2 separate regions of the Zea mays genome follow, and region 1 is linked to region 2. A link is a contact called in public Hi-C data. All regions are on one chromosome and are shown on one strand. Each heading gives the region's core, a stretch centred on a gene start, on an enhancer-like site or on the middle of the called end of the contact. The rest is flanking DNA. Distances are from core to core; before and after follow the strand shown.

What was found. Hi-C and Micro-C count contacts between places; a contact is called where the count stands out from the background.
Region 1: a contact with region 2 is called in a Hi-C map of bundle sheath, with 4 times the contacts expected there. The contact joins two enhancer-like sites. A contact is called at or near these places in 2 of 25 Hi-C or Micro-C datasets (bundle sheath and endosperm).

What each region holds. Positions count from the first base shown.
Region 1 is chr4:99,076,228-99,080,583 of Zm-B73-REFERENCE-NAM-5.0, reverse strand. No RefSeq gene overlaps it. Among protein-coding and RNA genes, the nearest start is that of LOC109946033, 53 kb to the left of the region's middle. Within about 2 kb of position 2,108, at least 17 of the 20 cell types and tissues checked have an H3K27ac peak or open chromatin away from gene starts, as enhancers often do. A contact at or near this core is called in bundle sheath, where this site is marked.
Region 2 is chr4:98,776,069-98,780,224 of Zm-B73-REFERENCE-NAM-5.0, reverse strand. No RefSeq gene overlaps it. Among protein-coding and RNA genes, the nearest start is that of LOC118477066, 270 kb to the right of the region's middle. Within about 2 kb of position 1,569, at least 17 of the 20 cell types and tissues checked have an H3K27ac peak or open chromatin away from gene starts, as enhancers often do. A contact at or near this core is called in bundle sheath, where this site is marked.

The DNA of each region.
Region 1 (4,356 bases), core at 859-3,358, 300 kb before region 2:
TGGCTGACAGGCGGGGTCCACAGACCAGCAAGGGTCAGCGGGCGAACGGACGGTCAGCGCTGACAGGGAGGTCCCACCGAGCAGCGAGCGAGAGCGGGCGCGTGCGCGGACGGATCGGCGCCGATAGGCCGATCCCACTGGGCAGCGGGAGGGAGAGAGGGAGAGGGAGCGCGTGCGCGGTCGTCGCTGACAGGTGGGATCCACCTGTCAGGCGATGCGGGCGCGCGCGGCCTGGCTGAGCTGGATTGGGCCAAATGGGCTGCTTTCGGTTTTTCTTTTTCCTGGGAATTTTTAATGTCTTTTATTTTTATTTTCTCTATGGATTTCAAATCAAATTCAAACCAAGTTTCAAATTCAAACCAATTCAAACATGTGCATCAGTTCAAAGAATAATTTAGGCTCAGCATGATGCAATAAATCATGACTCACATAGTTTTGACAAAATAAATAATTAATCCCTCACTTAATTAACCTAATTCTACTCAAAATGAAGAGAGAGAGACTAGAGAGAAAGAAAAAGGGTAACACCTGAATTTGGTAGGCATTTAGAGAAGAAATTTTATACCCCAAATTCAAGGTGGTACAAACCTATCCCCCTTAAAAAATCTCACCCTCCAAATTTAGGGTTAGCTAGCAAAGAGTTCAGGGTACTTGGCTTTCATATCATATTTTCTTTCCTAGGTTGCTTCTTCCTTTGAGTGATGGCCCCACTTGACTTTGCATGTAACACCCAAAATAACATTTTGGTGATTTAAAGAATTCTCCAAAGTAATTTAAGATAAAATGTCTTCTAGGAATGAATTCCTCCCTTTATAAAATATTTCTTTCCCTAAAAGTGAACAAATAGTATCATTTAAAATTTTGATAGTATTAAAATTCAGTTATTCAAAGATATACTTCGGTCTTGAAACTTGAATTTGAATTTGAAATTTACAAGTGCACATAAAATTTGCAAAGATTCATTTGGGTAAATTATTTTTCATGGGTAGTATATAAGCAATACTCAAATGAATGAAATAATTAAATACAAATAAACTTTGCACCCCATGCAGGAGTTTTTGTATTGTGCATTTAACTCAATTTTGAAAGTCAAAACCCATATTCAAATTGAAATTTGCAAATAGAAAACAGAAATAAAAAGAAAAGGAGAAAGGAGAAAGACTTCGCTGGGCCAAAGAAATCATCTCCTCGGCCCATCTCCACCTTCGCCGCGCCCGCGCGGCCCAGCACACTCACCTGTTCGGTCACCTCTAGGCAGGCCCCACTGACCAGGCCTTCACCCGTGAAGGGGCTCCGCCTCGTCATCTCTGGCTTTCCTCAGCCCAAACGTCTTCCGCCGCTGACGACTGGGACCGGGTCGTCAGCATAATCGGCCGCACCGTGCTCTGCACCCCTCACAGCCATGTGGGCCCTAGTGACCAACACCTTTCTCCCCGGAAACAAATGAGCCGTGTCGCTGTTTCCCTGGCACATGAGCCCTGGTCGTCGGATTTCTTCCTCGTTGGGTCGTGCCCGCAAACAACCTTGGGATGATTGCAAATGACCGGGCGAAGAACACGGGTCTTCCCGACCAAACGCTATCACAGACTCTACCTTGGGGCTATAAATCCGGGCCGCCCCTGACCAACTCCATCATGGCTCATCACGTGGGTGCATCGACGGAGACCCCACTGGTGACGGAATGCATGATAATCCGCCATCACCGATTCACCATTCTACTATCGTCAATACTTTGGCATGTGGGTCAAACAGCTTACCTGTGGCACGGCGAGGGTGGCTGTAGCTTTATTACCAAGTAGGGACCACCAGTGCTCACACAATTTCTCGCCTTCGACCCGATGCCGCCGTGGTGCCGCGTCCCAGTCCGCTCGCCCATGTCATTGATCCCCGGTAAGGATCCGCTCTGTAGTCTTCGCCATATAATTCGCTCTCTATTGCCTGTCGTCGGGTTCATATCAGAGTAGGGAAGGCGTCGGTCTGCCGGCTCACCGGGGTGGGGCCATCGTGGGGTTGCCCGCCGCCGCTCGGTCAGCTGTAGGAAGAAGATGGTGTGGATACCGTTGGATCTAGATGAACGATAGAGATTAGAGGGTTGGGGAGAAAGTTGTGTGATCGCTGATCGCGGAACAGACGCCCCGGATTGATTCACGTATACTGGTTTGGCCAGACCTAACGCGGGCTGTTTGATATGGATCGGACACTCAAAAATCAATTTGGGCGTTATAAAATTGAAGCGTCGGTGAAAGATCCTACGGCTATCATTATATGCCATTTCAGAAAGATCGTGATCTGATCTCGCGCGTCCAACCTTGATCGCGCCGCTCGCATACACCCGTACCTCTTCGACCCGCAATCTTCATAAAGAGCCCCTCTTCTTTCTCTTATTTAACCCGCTGTCCTCTAGCGATGCAAAATTAATTTCGACGGTACCCCAGAATTTTATGAGTCAGCCCCTGCACACTTGGGGTTTTATGCCGCCGTCCAAATAAAACTCTAGAGTAATTAAATAAATCAGAAAAATGGAGTTTTATATAGAAATTAACCCTAAAACTTCATAAATCCATAACTTCTTTGTTTTAGGCCCAAATTGATTCATTCCAGTTGCATTAGATTCACATTAATATTGTCTATCATAAAGTAACCTTATAATACCATTAAGCTGTAAACACCTAATTTGTTAGAGATCATATTAAAAGCAGAAAAGTGTTTTCCTTTATTTATATGAGTGTATCCATTCATTTGTCATCACATGTGAACACCACCTTTTAAAAACAATTAATAAAAATATATGACACTAAATTATGCATCATGCTGGAATTTTTATTATGAGTGCATTTTATGACAATATAAAAATAACATAAAAAAAGAAATATGTTAAAAATCCAAGGTGGAGATTATTCTCTATTATATGATTGGAAGCTTGTCTAAAAGAACTAAAATAAAATAAATACATAAAAATATGTTTTTGCACATCATGCTGAAATTCTATAATGTGTATCTAAATCAAGGGTTTGAACTTCAAACTTGGGTTGATTTGAAATTCAAATAGAAAACAAAATAGAATAAAAAAAGAGAAAAGGAATAGCAACCTGCGCATGGGCCAAATTCTCCCTTGCCCGGCCCACCAGCCTCTTCTCTTTCCCCCCACCTGGCCCGCTCGCGCCATTTCCCCCCCCTCTGCTGTCGAACCGGGCCCACCTGGCAGCCTTCTCCTCTTTCTTTTCTCACTGAGCGCAGGGACCTACCTGTCGGATCCTCCCCCAACCAAGCTCCACGGAAAACCTTCGCCGCTCACGCGAAATCAGTGCGGGTGGTTCAACAAACCATCGCGGATCTCGCGGCTGGCTCTGACTCGGACTTTGGCCGCTACCCTGGGTATAAAACCTGTGCTGCCTCCCCCCTCTCGAAGCCATAGTCGTGCCCTCATCACCCGACGCCGTCGCGGATGTGAAACAGACTTCGCCGCCGTCGGGGGATCTCCGCTCTCGGAGTTGGATCGTGGAGGACCGTAGTCGTCGGAGGAAGCTTTCTGCGCCCGCAATCGGGTGGTGCGAACCGCGGGCGACGGCAATTGCTCGCCGTCTTTTGCATTTCGCCTGGAATCCGCAGCTCGCCGTGGACCAGGGTCTGTGCAGCTCAAAACCTCGGTATGTCGCCTGCTTCGAGTTCCTTACCTTCTGGCTATGGTGTATCATCGTCGAATTTGGTAATAGTTCGTTCGGGGGGGTCGGATAGCCGTCGCCGGTGAGCCTCACCGCGGTGGAGGTGTGATTTGCCGCCATCTGGGCGTAGGTTGGGGATGACCTGCGTGCGCCGTTGGATCACCGTGAACGGCTGGGATTAGAACACGGGGGTACCGATTCGGGTGGTCGGATCGTGCGTCGTCCGATTCCGATCGGTCGGCGGTGAATCAATGTAGGTTATTTAAATCTGAGACGTTGAAGTTCTATCGTGCGGCTCGGATTGGGTACCGCTTCGATCGGGATTGATTTAATCTGCGCCGCCCATTCAAGATCGGGCGGTCAGGATTGCTCCATACCCTTTCGGCTTGGCGATTTTGCAAAAGAGACCCCCTACTATACTAGTATCAACCCGCAGTCCACCTGGTGGGTCGTCTGAGTCTTAGGATTAGTTACACCTAGGCCCCTGAGTTTTCTGAAAATCGAGGCCTAGTCCTGAGCCTGTTGTAAATTGAATAAAATAATTAGAAAATAGATTTTAATATGAAAATAAGTGTTAAAACTTGTTTATTGCATAGAAAATTTATTTTAGCTCCAAATTGAACCATTCCAATTTCTAAAATTTTGTAATAATATTCTCTATCATTTAGTATCACTGTTTTGACATGAACTCAGT
Region 2 (4,156 bases), core at 320-2,819:
AAAGGTGAGAGTTCATGTGAAGTGTAAGGCTGATCAATAAAATAAAGGCTGAAGCTGAGCATTGCTTTTATAAGTTGGTCAAAATTTTAATAGAAATTACTAAGTGTAAGTAAATACCAAACCTTAGAAATAATAAATAAAAGTAATAATAAAATAATCCCAAATGCAATGAAATGACAAATTGAGTTTAAGTTCCATAATTTAATCATGTGAGTGTCTGAGCCGCTCATGATCAGCTAGTATACCAGTTTTACACTCTGTAGAGGTTGCGCAACTTTACCCACAAGTTGTGTTACCCATTTGCCACGGAGTTGATCAGACCCCATACACCTCTACCAAGGAAGTGAGGCAGGGTACCACTACGAGGCCTTTACAAAGTTGCACTAGCTTCAGAAAACCCGCTACAGTTTATAGGAAGCTCCAGTGCAGGAATCCCTCGCCTAACCGCCATCGCAGAAAAATCAACCCAAGGACCTCCCTACACTGACCACTCTCCTACTGTCCTTGCCCCTTTCGGGTAAGGTAGTCATCCACTAGCTTTCCTAGTTAATCAGCCAAGGGCGTCCCATTAAACCCTTGTGGTAGCAATGTTTTCCCCGGTGGTTCTCCATGTTCCCATTAACATAATGATCTTATCATGAATAGTAATAATAAATAGATAAAAACTATAACAATGAGTGATGAATATCTTTATACCCAAAGCCACATAAAGCAATAGCATGTACTACCTAAAAATTTAGTAGTAAAACCAGTGGTGAAACAAGGTATAAAGATAGTCAAAATCTAGGGTAACCTATTGGGTCCCAGCAAAATTAACCTATGCAGATCATTATGATTAATAAGAACATGACTGGGTAAAAGAAGTGATCAAGGGCACAACTTGCCTTCCACGAGCTCCTGCTCAGCAGTCTCTACCAGCTGAAGCCCTAGATCCTCAGTGACTTGCTCGTCTACTCGCATCAATACAAACATACATAGCATAAAGGAGAAATTAACATCACACCAAACATGTAAATAAAATACACAATAAAAGTCTAAACAATAAAATAAGATCCTAGGAACTGGAATCATTAAATTTGGAGTCATAGATTTCAAGTTATGATTTTCCAAGGTTTTATATATTTAAAACAAGATTAAGTACTAGATAAATCTTATTGTGTCTTTCATGCCAAAACAGAGGAACTAATGGATGAACAATAATATTACAAAAATTTAGGAACTGGAATGGACCAATTTGGAGTTCATATGAATTTTCTAAAATTTAAACAAGTTTCTAGCAATTATTTATACATTAAAAATCTATTTCTGATATTAATTTCTTATTTTCAATACTCTCTGGATTGGGCCTCAAATTGTGAAGAGTACAAGGGCTATGGTGTAAATATTTCTACGACTCAGAGAGCAATGCCCCCTGGACGGCGGGTTGATTTCTTTTAACCTTAGGGTTTCTTATGCAAAAAGCTAGAGCCAAAGGGGTATCGGCAAGTTCTGACCGCCCGATCTGAAACGGACGTGCTAGATTAAATCAGTGCCATCGCGAATGGGTACCCAATCACGACCGTTGGATTGACTACCTCCATCCCAGATTCCAAAAGGACCCTGATTTCCCCTCGCCCGCATGATTTCTATCCTGCGGTCCAGATCTACCTGCGCGAAGGGGGAATCCGTAGCCTAATCTCGGTCGTCTATTTCCTAATCCACGGACACCCGCACTTCTTCAACCTTACGCTCACACGCTACGGCGGCGCTCTCCAGCGACGGCGAGGCCATGGCCGAGACCACCACATCACGCCTCTGTGCACTAAGCCCTAAACCAAAAGGTCCACAACGACGCCCAAGGCAAGGGAAATACGCCGGTCCTGCTCATACCTCGCAATGCGTCGCAGGGAGGCTTGGTCATGAAGTTGCATCTTGATCTCGACGGTAGGCACGAAGATTGGGTTCACCAGCCGCCGCGACTGAGAAGAAGAACAGCGCGCTCGGTGGCTGGTCGGTGGGCCCCGCACGTCGACGCTAGATAGCAGAGTTGAGCTACGCGCGTGGGTATGACAGGTGGGCCAGATGGCATCGCTGGCGATAGCACGAGCGCAGACGCAGGTAGGGTGGGCCGCGCGGAGGGAAAGGCAGTGGAAATGGGCCGAGTGCTACGGATTCGACCCATCCGTGGTTTTTCCTTTTCTTTTATTCTTTTCTTTTTCTATTTTCTTTTCTTTCTATTAAAAAAATTCAAATTTGAATGTGGATCTTGCTATGAATTTCACCATTGGCCATATGTTCAACTTCATTTCCCTAGTGTAATAATAGTATATGTTTTTATATATATATATTTATTTATATTTTTATTGTCCTTATAGAGTATTTTCTCTCTCTTCTTCTCTTTGTTACTCCCTTTTTTCAAATTCTCAAATTAGGTATTAAACCCTTAATTTTGTCACTAATTTATTTCTATTAGTGGTATTACTCTTTTCATTAAATGCACAAACAAAATCCCAATATGATGCACTTTCTTTTATTTTAGTATCATTTTTTTTAATTAATCACTCTTAATTATATGTATGCTCTTTTTTTATGATGCAGAGATGGCACACAAAATAAGGAGATCCAATATAGTATCACTTTACACATTTTAGGTATTACAAGCTTCAACGCTGGGGGCTGCATTGTAGCCACTGTACGTCAACCAAGAAACACTATGTGAAGATAGAAGCCAAAAAAGGAAGGCTACAAGTCCAACGCCTCAGGAGGAGGAGTTGGACAAAGAAATAAGCGACCTCGAAGCCATCCACCAACAGGTCCAGAGGAAGAAGGAGAAGATTCTTTGTCTTTCCGATCTTCAAAAGAAGATCGATGAGGCTGCTGAGGAAATGCGTCATCTCACTCAAGATGACCAGGATCGAAGACCTCAACGCAGAGAGCTTCGTCAGGACAATTCCTACGATGATGATGAATGGTATGATGATTTCCATCGTGGAAATTTTGCTTTTGATGATGCTTCTCCTCTGTCAGCAGAACTGCAGGCTACCCCATGGCCCCCATCATACAAGCCACCCCAACTCCCAATGTATGATGGGTACTCAGACCCGAAGCAGTTTCTAATGAGCTACGAAGCAACCATATCTTCATATGGGGGCAACACAGCAGTCATGGCGAAATCCTTCGTCATGGCAGTCAAAAATATCAAATAAACCTGGTACTCTTCTCCCCGGCCAGGGACAATCACATCATGGCAGAAGCTGAAGGACATGCTGATCACCAGCTTCCAAGGGTTTCAGACAAAGTCAGTCACTGCTCAGGCTTTGTTCCAGTGCACGCAAGACCATGAAGAATACCTCCAAGCTTATGTCCGAAGGTTCTTAAGTCTGAGGGCACAAGCGCCCACAGTGCCCAACGAAATTGTCATTGAGGCCATGATCAAAAGGCTTCGGCCAGGAGCTACGGCTCAATACTTTGCCAGGAAACCCCCTTAGACCCTAGAGAACCTCCTTCAGAAGATGGATGAGTACATCTGGGCTGATAATGATTTTTGCCAAAGAAGGGAAGAAGCCTATAGGTTTTATGAAATGACTAGGGGCTTCAGAGGAAGAATTCACCCTAGGCATGTCAGATCAATCCATAACTCCAGGCAGAGTTATGACAGAGGAAGCCAGCTGCAAAGGCCACAACACAGCTCCCAATCCTTAGGACAATAGCAAAGCTCTTTTAGGCCATCAGCCCCAAGGGGCAGGGGTGGCAGGGGCTTCGGAGAAAGGTACGGGGATCAGCCCAGAAAGCTCTATTGTTTATTCTATGGTGAGGACAAGGGCCACACTATAAGAACATGCCAGGTCACTATTCAAAAGCAAAAGGAGATTGCCGAAACAGAGGCGCGGCAGAATCAGCCGAAGCCGGTCTTACATACTGCTTCATTCTATTCTCCCTACGTACTAGAATACATAGGTAATCAACTTGTGGCTTCTGTTGCTTCGGCAAGTCATTCACAAGCTTCCTGGGCCCACCTCCCATTGCCACCACCATTGCCACCTACTCACACCCGAAGCCAGCAGCCAGAAGGGCACCAGCACGCCCAACAACAGTGCGACTTCCGAGAGGAGTCCGAAGCTCATACAGTAAATAGTACTGTGCCAGAATCGAAGCATATATACTGAGGAATATCCTA